Linked DNA regions of Sus scrofa: region 2 is linked to region 1. The links are chromatin contacts, called in public HiChIP or PLAC-seq maps. All regions are on one chromosome and are shown on one strand. The core of a region is the stretch at or near the end of the contact, and the rest is flanking DNA. Distances in the headings are between cores, read along the strand shown. Region 1 holds the start of ZNF592 (zinc finger protein 592). Region 2 holds the start of FURIN (furin).

Evidence for each region. HiChIP or PLAC-seq counts read pairs in DNA pulled down with a chosen protein or histone mark.
Region 2: a contact with region 1 is called in an H3K27ac HiChIP or PLAC-seq map of alveolar macrophages. The contact joins the promoter of FURIN here to the promoter of ZNF592 in region 1. A contact is called at or near these places in 1 of 5 promoter capture datasets (liver) and 1 of 2 datasets of contacts at active chromatin or transcription factors (alveolar macrophages).

The regions. Positions count from the first base shown.
Region 1 is chr7:52,792,316-52,796,237 of Sscrofa11.1, reverse strand. ZNF592 (zinc finger protein 592) reads left to right here and starts at 2,288. Exons shown (of 11, transcript XM_021098901.1): 1 at 2,288-2,394.
Region 2 is chr7:53,454,365-53,457,997 of Sscrofa11.1, reverse strand. FURIN (furin) reads right to left here and starts at 2,364. Exons shown (of 15, transcript XM_021098916.1): 1 at 1,937-2,364.

The DNA.
Region 1 (3,922 bases), core at 1,039-3,538:
TCACAAGCATGGTGCTGTCTTTTGGGGAAATACAAATGGAGTGGTTTAAAAATCCAGAAAAGACAGGGAATTCCCATTGTTGCTCAGTGGTGAACAAATCCGACTAGGAACCATGAGGTTGCGGGTTTGATCCCCGGCCTTGCTAGGTAGTGTTAAGGATCCGGTGATGCCGTGAGCTGTGGTATACGTCACAGACACAGCTCACATCCCACGTTGCTGTAGCTGTGGTGTAGGCCAGCAACTACAGGTCCAATTAGATCCCTAGCCTGGGAACCTCCATGTGCCACTAGTGCGGCCCTAGAAAAGCCAAAAAAAAGGTAAAAAACCCCTAACAACTGGAGTTCCTGTTGTGGCTCAGTGGTTATCGAATCTGACTAGGAACCAGGAGGTTGCAGGTTTGATCCCTGGCCTCACTCAGTGGGTTAAGGATCTGGTGTTGCTGTGAGCTGTGGTGTAGGTTACAGACATGGCTTGGATCCTGGGTTGCTGTGGCTCTGGTGTAGGCCGGTGGCTACAGCTCCAATTCGACCCCTATCCTGGGAATCTCCATATGCCACCGGAGTGGCCTAAGAAATGTCAAAAAGACCAAAAAAAAAAAAATCCAGAAAAGACAACCTTAAGACCACTAGAACATTAAAAATATAAAATTAAATCTTAATAAAATAAATGGAGTGGTATCCAAGGTATAGTGACAAATTTCCTAAAAGGGCAATTGGGGCCAGTGATTATTTAGAGAACTCCAAGTTCCCCCATGAATCTTTGGAAATATTGGCAGAGATCTTGGGTTTCCCAGAGCCAACTACATGTAAGTTTTAAAGGGCAGTGACCCCAGCAGGATTATGGTTGACTTTGGGGGTCATCCAGGTCACTGAACCATGGGAACATGCCTGGCTGAGTATGCATACCTCCCCACCCTAAAATATTTATTTCTATCTTTGTGTATCCTTTAAACCTGGTTGGAAGAAGTGTGCCTCTTCTCAGATTTCTTAGCACCCCCCCATCTCGTTTTCCTTTTATGAGATCATGCACCATTAATTATTCTCTCTCATCTTTTTATTCTCCCCTATCAGCTCTTTTGAGTGCACCTCCTCAATTTAAAAGAAAAAAAAAATCACCTTTCTCCTCTGCTCCAACTACCCCTGGAGCTATACATAAGGCCTGCTTTTCTTCCCCTCTCCCTGCCAAACTTCGGGAAAGAACCACCACCCTTTTTACTGCCTTCAGCGCTTCACTACCACTTACTCCCTACTCAAGAGCTCAGCTCAGCTTAGAGTCTGGCCCACAGTCGGACCGGGCTGAAAGTTCCACCCCTCTTGAAGATTGGCCTGTCCTTCCCCGTTCTTCAGACGCACTTCTCCACGGTTGGCAGTGGGTGCTCACTGCCAGACACCAGGGCCTCATCTCTGGGTTCTCACACTATCACCTGGCTGTTGCCTTAATTCCGCCTGTCTCCAGGTACGCTGGGCTCTTGGAAGGTCCTGCTGGTCACCTTCTGGGCCATCTGCCCACCTCTCCGTTCTCACCTTGCACAGTCCTAGCTTCCCCTGTAACTCGGAGGTCTCGCCGTCTATACCCTGGGAGGCACCCGTTGCCAGGCCTTCAACTCTGTTCACCGCGGGTCTCACGGTTCCTCCAGAGGCTCCATTCCTCCGGGCCTTCGTGCAGGTCTCTAGATATAGCAATGACCCAACATTGAGGGCGCACCTAGTAAGCGCCAGGCCCATGCCCCCTCTGCTACCTTTCACATAGCTGCCTACTAGGCTCCACTAGTGCCAGATCTGAGGGAAGAGGACGCCGTCTCAGCTCCTGAGGCGCTCGCCCTCCGCTAGGGCGACACAGCCGCGTAGGCAGATCGTGGCCCTCTAGTGGGAGACCTCGGCCCCGACCTCGGCCCTGCCCGGGAGGCGCGTCAGAGGACGAGAGGCCCAAGTCGCGGAGAGCGGCCGCTGGGCCGGTACCGCTCCGGGTGCTCTGCTGGGCAGGAGAGGCAGGCGAGCCCGCGGGCCGGGCCCGGGTCCGCGAGGTTGGGGTTCTATTTCTTCCCCGTGCCTCCCCTGCCCCGCCCGCCGCCGTCGGGTCGGTGCCGCGCAGCCCGCCCGGGACGGGAGGCGGGAGGCCGAAGGCAAGAGGCGAGAGGCCGGGCCCAGACTGGGGCTGGGGCAGCCGCTCAGCCACACCGCCCTGGGCCGGGCGCCCAGGTCCGAGTCGCCTTCCGCCTCCCCCCACCCCCCCGCGGCCCCAGCCAGGTCCCGCCGCCAGGCCGGCTCCCGCCCCCGCTCCGCCCCCGGAGCCGCAGCCCCGCCCGCCACCGCCGTCGCCATGTTGTGGCTCCCGCAGCCGGCGCTGGGGACGCGCGCGGCCGAGCCCGGGGCCTGCAGCCGCCGCCGCCGCCAGGTAAGCGCCCCCCGCGGGCCGGGCCGGGCGGGGCTTGTGGGCCGGGGCCGCCGCCGAGGCCGCCCTAGCCTGAGCCGGGGCTGAGCGGAGCCGGGGCCGAGCCCGCGCCCGCGCCGAGGCCCGGCCCTGCAGCCAGGCGGACCCTGCTCGCCGCCCGAGGCGGCAGCCACTTCCCCCGACCGCCGCCTGGCGGGCCCCGGCCGCCACCCCACCCCGCCCCCGGCCGACGGGCCGCCTGCCCCTTCCGCCGCCCCGACCCGCCGCTACCCGGCTGGGCGGGCATGCTGCTGTCCTCCTGGCGCGGGACGGGCGGCCGCCCTCGGCGTCGGCCCACGGCCCCCTGCCCGGGCACGGATAACGGTGCCACTTTCCCCCGCTGGGGCGTCCTGTCAGTCGGACCGTCTGGGCCGCCCGAAGAGCTGTCGCCGTCCCGGAGTAGACACTTGGGGGATCGACCTTTTTTGGCGCCCCTCCGTTCCCCTTCGCCCCCCCCCGCCCAAGTTCTGACCCCGGGGGAGGTTTCATCGGGAGCAGACAGGTATTCCTGCCCCGGAGTTGGGGGCCCAGGGAGTGACCAGGCCTGTTGATCAGGGTGGAGGTTGTCTCTGCAGGGGCTTTTCCTGCCAACCTGAGGGGGAGGCTCAATGTGACCCGAGGGAGGACGGGGAGCGTCTGCTGGACAGATGGCCTCCTGGCCTTGGATCAGCGCGTGTGAGGGGGAGGGGTCTGTACGACCTGAGGTGTGCCTGCTTCTGAGAACCCCAGGATTATCAGAACTGCTCAGGGATTTTTAACTTTTTTTTTTTTTTTTCTTCTCCATTTTTTCTTTTGCGTAGGCCAGAGATGGCATTAAAAAGCCTGGATTGGAGTAAATTCACAGACCCACCCAGGGCAGTATGTCTAACACCCAGGACTAGTCTAGAATAGAACTGGAGGAGGGGACTTGGGGGTAAGATGGTATTTGGCTTAGGGTTGGCCCACTTGCCTTCAGCTCTGTGTTCCTGGAAGGGCTGTCTGGTGCATCTGTTGGTGTGTAGAGTGTGGCTAAGGATACAGGATGTGGACATGCCTGGCCTGGTGGGTACTTGGTAGGATTTCAGGGATCTGTTTCCTCAAACTCATAGGTACACTACACAGTGAAAGAGAGCAGGAAGCAAGGTGCTAGCACACACATTTTGATCATTTTCCAATGTTTCCACTGGTCGTGGCTTTGATTCATTCAGCAAAATTTTACTGAGCACTTATTATGTGCCAGGCACTGGACTAGGTTTTGGGAGTACAGCGGTAAACCAAAAAGACATGTTTTAGCTTAATTGAGCTCATTGACTTGTGGGAAGGCCCAATAATAAGCAAATCATCTTGAAATTTCATTCAACAACAAATATTTGTCAACTAGTATGTGCCAGGCATTGTTTTAGATACTGTGAAGAAAGCAAGCAAAAATAACTGCCCTTGTGGAAGTTTCATCCTGGAGGCTTGGGGTGGGGGGAGACAATAAAATTAAATATGTAATAAAAATATAGTCTGT
Region 2 (3,633 bases), core at 1,115-3,614, 660 kb before region 1:
GAACTGCCTCCCACAAGGAGCAGACTCCTAGGGGCCAGCCTGGGGTAGCCCCATCCAGCAGCACCAGCCACAGTGGGAGAACAATAGTTCTACAGTCAGACTGAGGGAGGAAGTGAGTCACGGTTCTTCCTCAGTCTCTGTGCAAGAGAACACTATTGATGGGAAATTGGGATAGGGCTGGCCCCACCTAGCCTCAGAGTCCCCCCAATGCCCGTCCCACTTGTCGTCTGGCCTACAAGAAAGGTCAGTCCATACCTGCAACTTAGGTTGCCCCTGTGGCTCAGATGTGATCCCTGGCCTGGGACCTCCGTATGCTGTGGGGCAGCCAAAAAAAAAAAAAAAAATTAAAAAGATAAAATAAAATAAAATTTAAAAAGAAAGAAAAATCAACCCAGAAAGCAAGCAATCCTGTCTGCCTCTGGGTGCCCCGCCCATCCTGGCGACTGGCCCCAGGGGAGCCACAGCGGGTCTCAGGAAGAGGAGGGACCAGCCCTGTCTCAGAGGGCTGAGACCGCAGCCACCCTCAGAGGAGCTGGAACTTCCTAGTTTCTCCCGCCAATCCTGGCTTTGGCACAAGGAGAATTCTCTAAACTGTGTTGCTCAGAGGTGCATCACGAGGGGAGGAGCAAAGAGAGAGGAGAGGTCTGAGCGAGTGGGCGCCCGTCCTTGCCTGCCCTGAGTGGCTCCACCTCAGCCCCGCTCCCAGTTCAGGCTTCCACATACACTTGTAGTTTACAACACTTCTGTCCTTAAAAAGAATGTAGAAGCCACTCTTTTTTTTTTTTTTTTTTTTGACTGTGCCCGGAGCCAGGGAGCAAACCTGAGCCACAGCAATGACTTGCTAGATCCTTTACCCACTATGCCACAAGGGAACTCCCCTGGAAGCCGCTCTTCTTGAGAATGGGCGTCTGGAGGAAATCCTAGCTTGCCACAGCTGGTAACTGCTCCTTTTATCTCCTGGAACAAGTCCTGTTGGCAGGTTTTGTTCTCTTTATCGCTCCCGACCATTTATCTGAGGCCTTAAGGCCAGAGGGAGCTAAACTGAGCCTTTGACTTGGGGCTCCAGGAGTCCAGAAACCTCTGGATCACAGTTATCAGTTTTACACAGCAGTTAATGGGCAGTGCGGCGCCACGTGACAGAAGCCTGGCAACAGAGTTGGGGATGCCCTATGGCTTGGAGCAGGGCCTGATGGGAAGGGCCTGAGGGAGGAAGGGGCTGGGAAGAGGTTCCCACCTTCCTGGCAGGGGTCCAGAGGAGGGGGAAGGGTCTAGCCAGCGAGGCCTCCGTTTATGTTTGGATTTGGGTTAATCTGGGAGTCTCCCAAGAGCATCGGTTGTCCCGTGGTAAAATCCACTCGGTCACCCTCACCCCAGGTGCCCCCATTGCTCCTTGGCGTGCTCTGTGGGTCCCCTTCTCTCAAAATCTCTTCCTTGCTCTCAGGCCCCTCAAACAAAGCCTTGGCAGCGTCACCCACACCTGGTTTTAATCAAAATGTCTACACCACATCCATCCCTACATAGAAGGGCAGACAACCACATTTAACTGGTGTTTTCTCTAAAAGGGTAGGATTTGAGAGCTTTTTTGTTGTCTTCTTTTTGCTTACCTGAGTTCTCAGGAATTTCGGCAACTTAGAAGAAGCAAACTAAACTTTTAAGTCATGCACAACTGAATAAAGCACGCCCATACTTCACCATCTAGCTCCAGAACACCTGAGGTCCATGGTGAATGCTGTTGGGGCAACAGTCAGGCTCCTCCTATCCCATCACAGGACAAGGTCCTTCCAGTTCTGGCTAAACCACTTTGAGAAAAACCTCCTTTATAGGACAGAGTGTCTGTGGGTGGGGGGAGGAGCTAGAAGGGATGCGGTGGGAACGGGGATCCCAGCATGGCCAGCCCTTCTCCTTTTCCCAATTAGTGGGCTGGGTCTGCACTTACCTGCTCGCTCTGCTGAAGCCCCAAGTCAATGGTCGGTTCAGTGGTTCCCTTTCGCCGGCTCGGTGTCAGTGCCCAGCCTGTACTACCCACACCTGGGTACCTAATGGGCACTTTGGGTGTAGTCTACTCATGCAGACATTCATTGAGCACCTGCTGAATGCTGGGCCCTGGGGCCTCAAGCTGAGTTTCTTAGAGCTTGTCCTCAGGAAGGCAGTGAGCCCCCTCTGGGAGGGTTGGAAGGTGATCCCCGAGACATGCCAGGAGCTTCCTGAAGCTACGTCCTCCCTCCTGGCCTGGCAGATCCAATGAGCTGAGCTCTGCCCTTCCTTCTCCCTCCTGATGTAGAAAAGTAAAAGTCTGTTAACACGACTGGCTGTTGAATTTTACAATCAATTTGGTTATCCGGAGCAGCGTTTCTCAACCTCCGCACTGTTACCATCTCGGGCCAGATTATTCCTTTTCGTGGAAACTGTCCCGTGCGTGGGAGGAGGTTTAGCAACATCCCTGGTCCCTAAACACTGGGGACCAATAGAACCCCCGCCCTGGTTATGACAACCAAACATGTCCCCAGGCATTGCCACACGCCGGGGCAGGGGGGTAGGCGGGGAGTGGCATAAGAAGAGGAAGTCGGTGTGCCAGGGTTCAAGGCAACAGGCATGGTCTGCTGGGAACTGTGCGCTGAACAGCCGACAGCAAGGGCGAAAACTTCCAAAGCCCAAACCACCTGGCATAGCAGCACAACAATGGGGCCATTTAGTGTTCAGGGCAAACAAGCTTCTGTATTTCCAACGACCTCTGAGGACTGAGGACGTGGCGCTCAGGAAAATTAATGATAATGCTGAATTGAAAAAAGGAACAATCGGAGTTCCCGTCGTGGCTCAGTGGTTAACGAATCCGACTAGGAACCATGAGGTTGCAGGTTTAGTCCCTGGCTATGCTCAGTGGGTTAAGGATCTGGCGTTGCCGTGAGCTGTGGTGTAGGTTGCAGACGTGGCTCGGATCACATGTTGTTGTGGTTCTGGCGTAGGCTGGCAGCTACAGCTCCGATTAGACCCCTAGCCTAGGAACCTCCATATGCCGCAGGAGCGGCCCAAGAAATGGCAAAAAGACAAAAAAAAAAAAGAAAAAGAAAAAAGGAACAATCACGTTGATCACACTCTGTTTACTGAGGTGGGGAAGTGGATGAGACAGCTTTGCATTAAATATGTATTTAGAAAGCAGATCAGTGGTTCAGAGGTTGCCCGGGAAGGAAGGGCAGGGAAGGGGGGAGACTATGAGGAGTGATGGATGTGTTCATTAGCCCGACGGGGTGATGATTCCATGGGTACACACCAACATCAAAACAGATCAAGTCATACCCTTCAAATACATGCAGTTTAGAGTGTGTCAAGTATACATCAATAAAGTGGCTTTTAATTCTTTTTGTGTGTGTGGGTATGTCTTTTTAGGGCCGGACCCGAATCATATGGAGGGTCCCAGGCTAGGGGTCCAATCAGAGCTGCAGCTGCTGGCCTACACCATAGCCACAGTCACACCAGATCTGAGCCACCACGTCTGCCCCCTACACCACATCTCACAGCAACGCGGGATCCTTAACCCGCTGAGCAAGGCCAGGGATCAAACCTTTATCCTTATGGAAACTAGCCAGGTTCATGACCACTGAGCCACGACAGGAACTCCTAAAGCTGTTTGTAAAA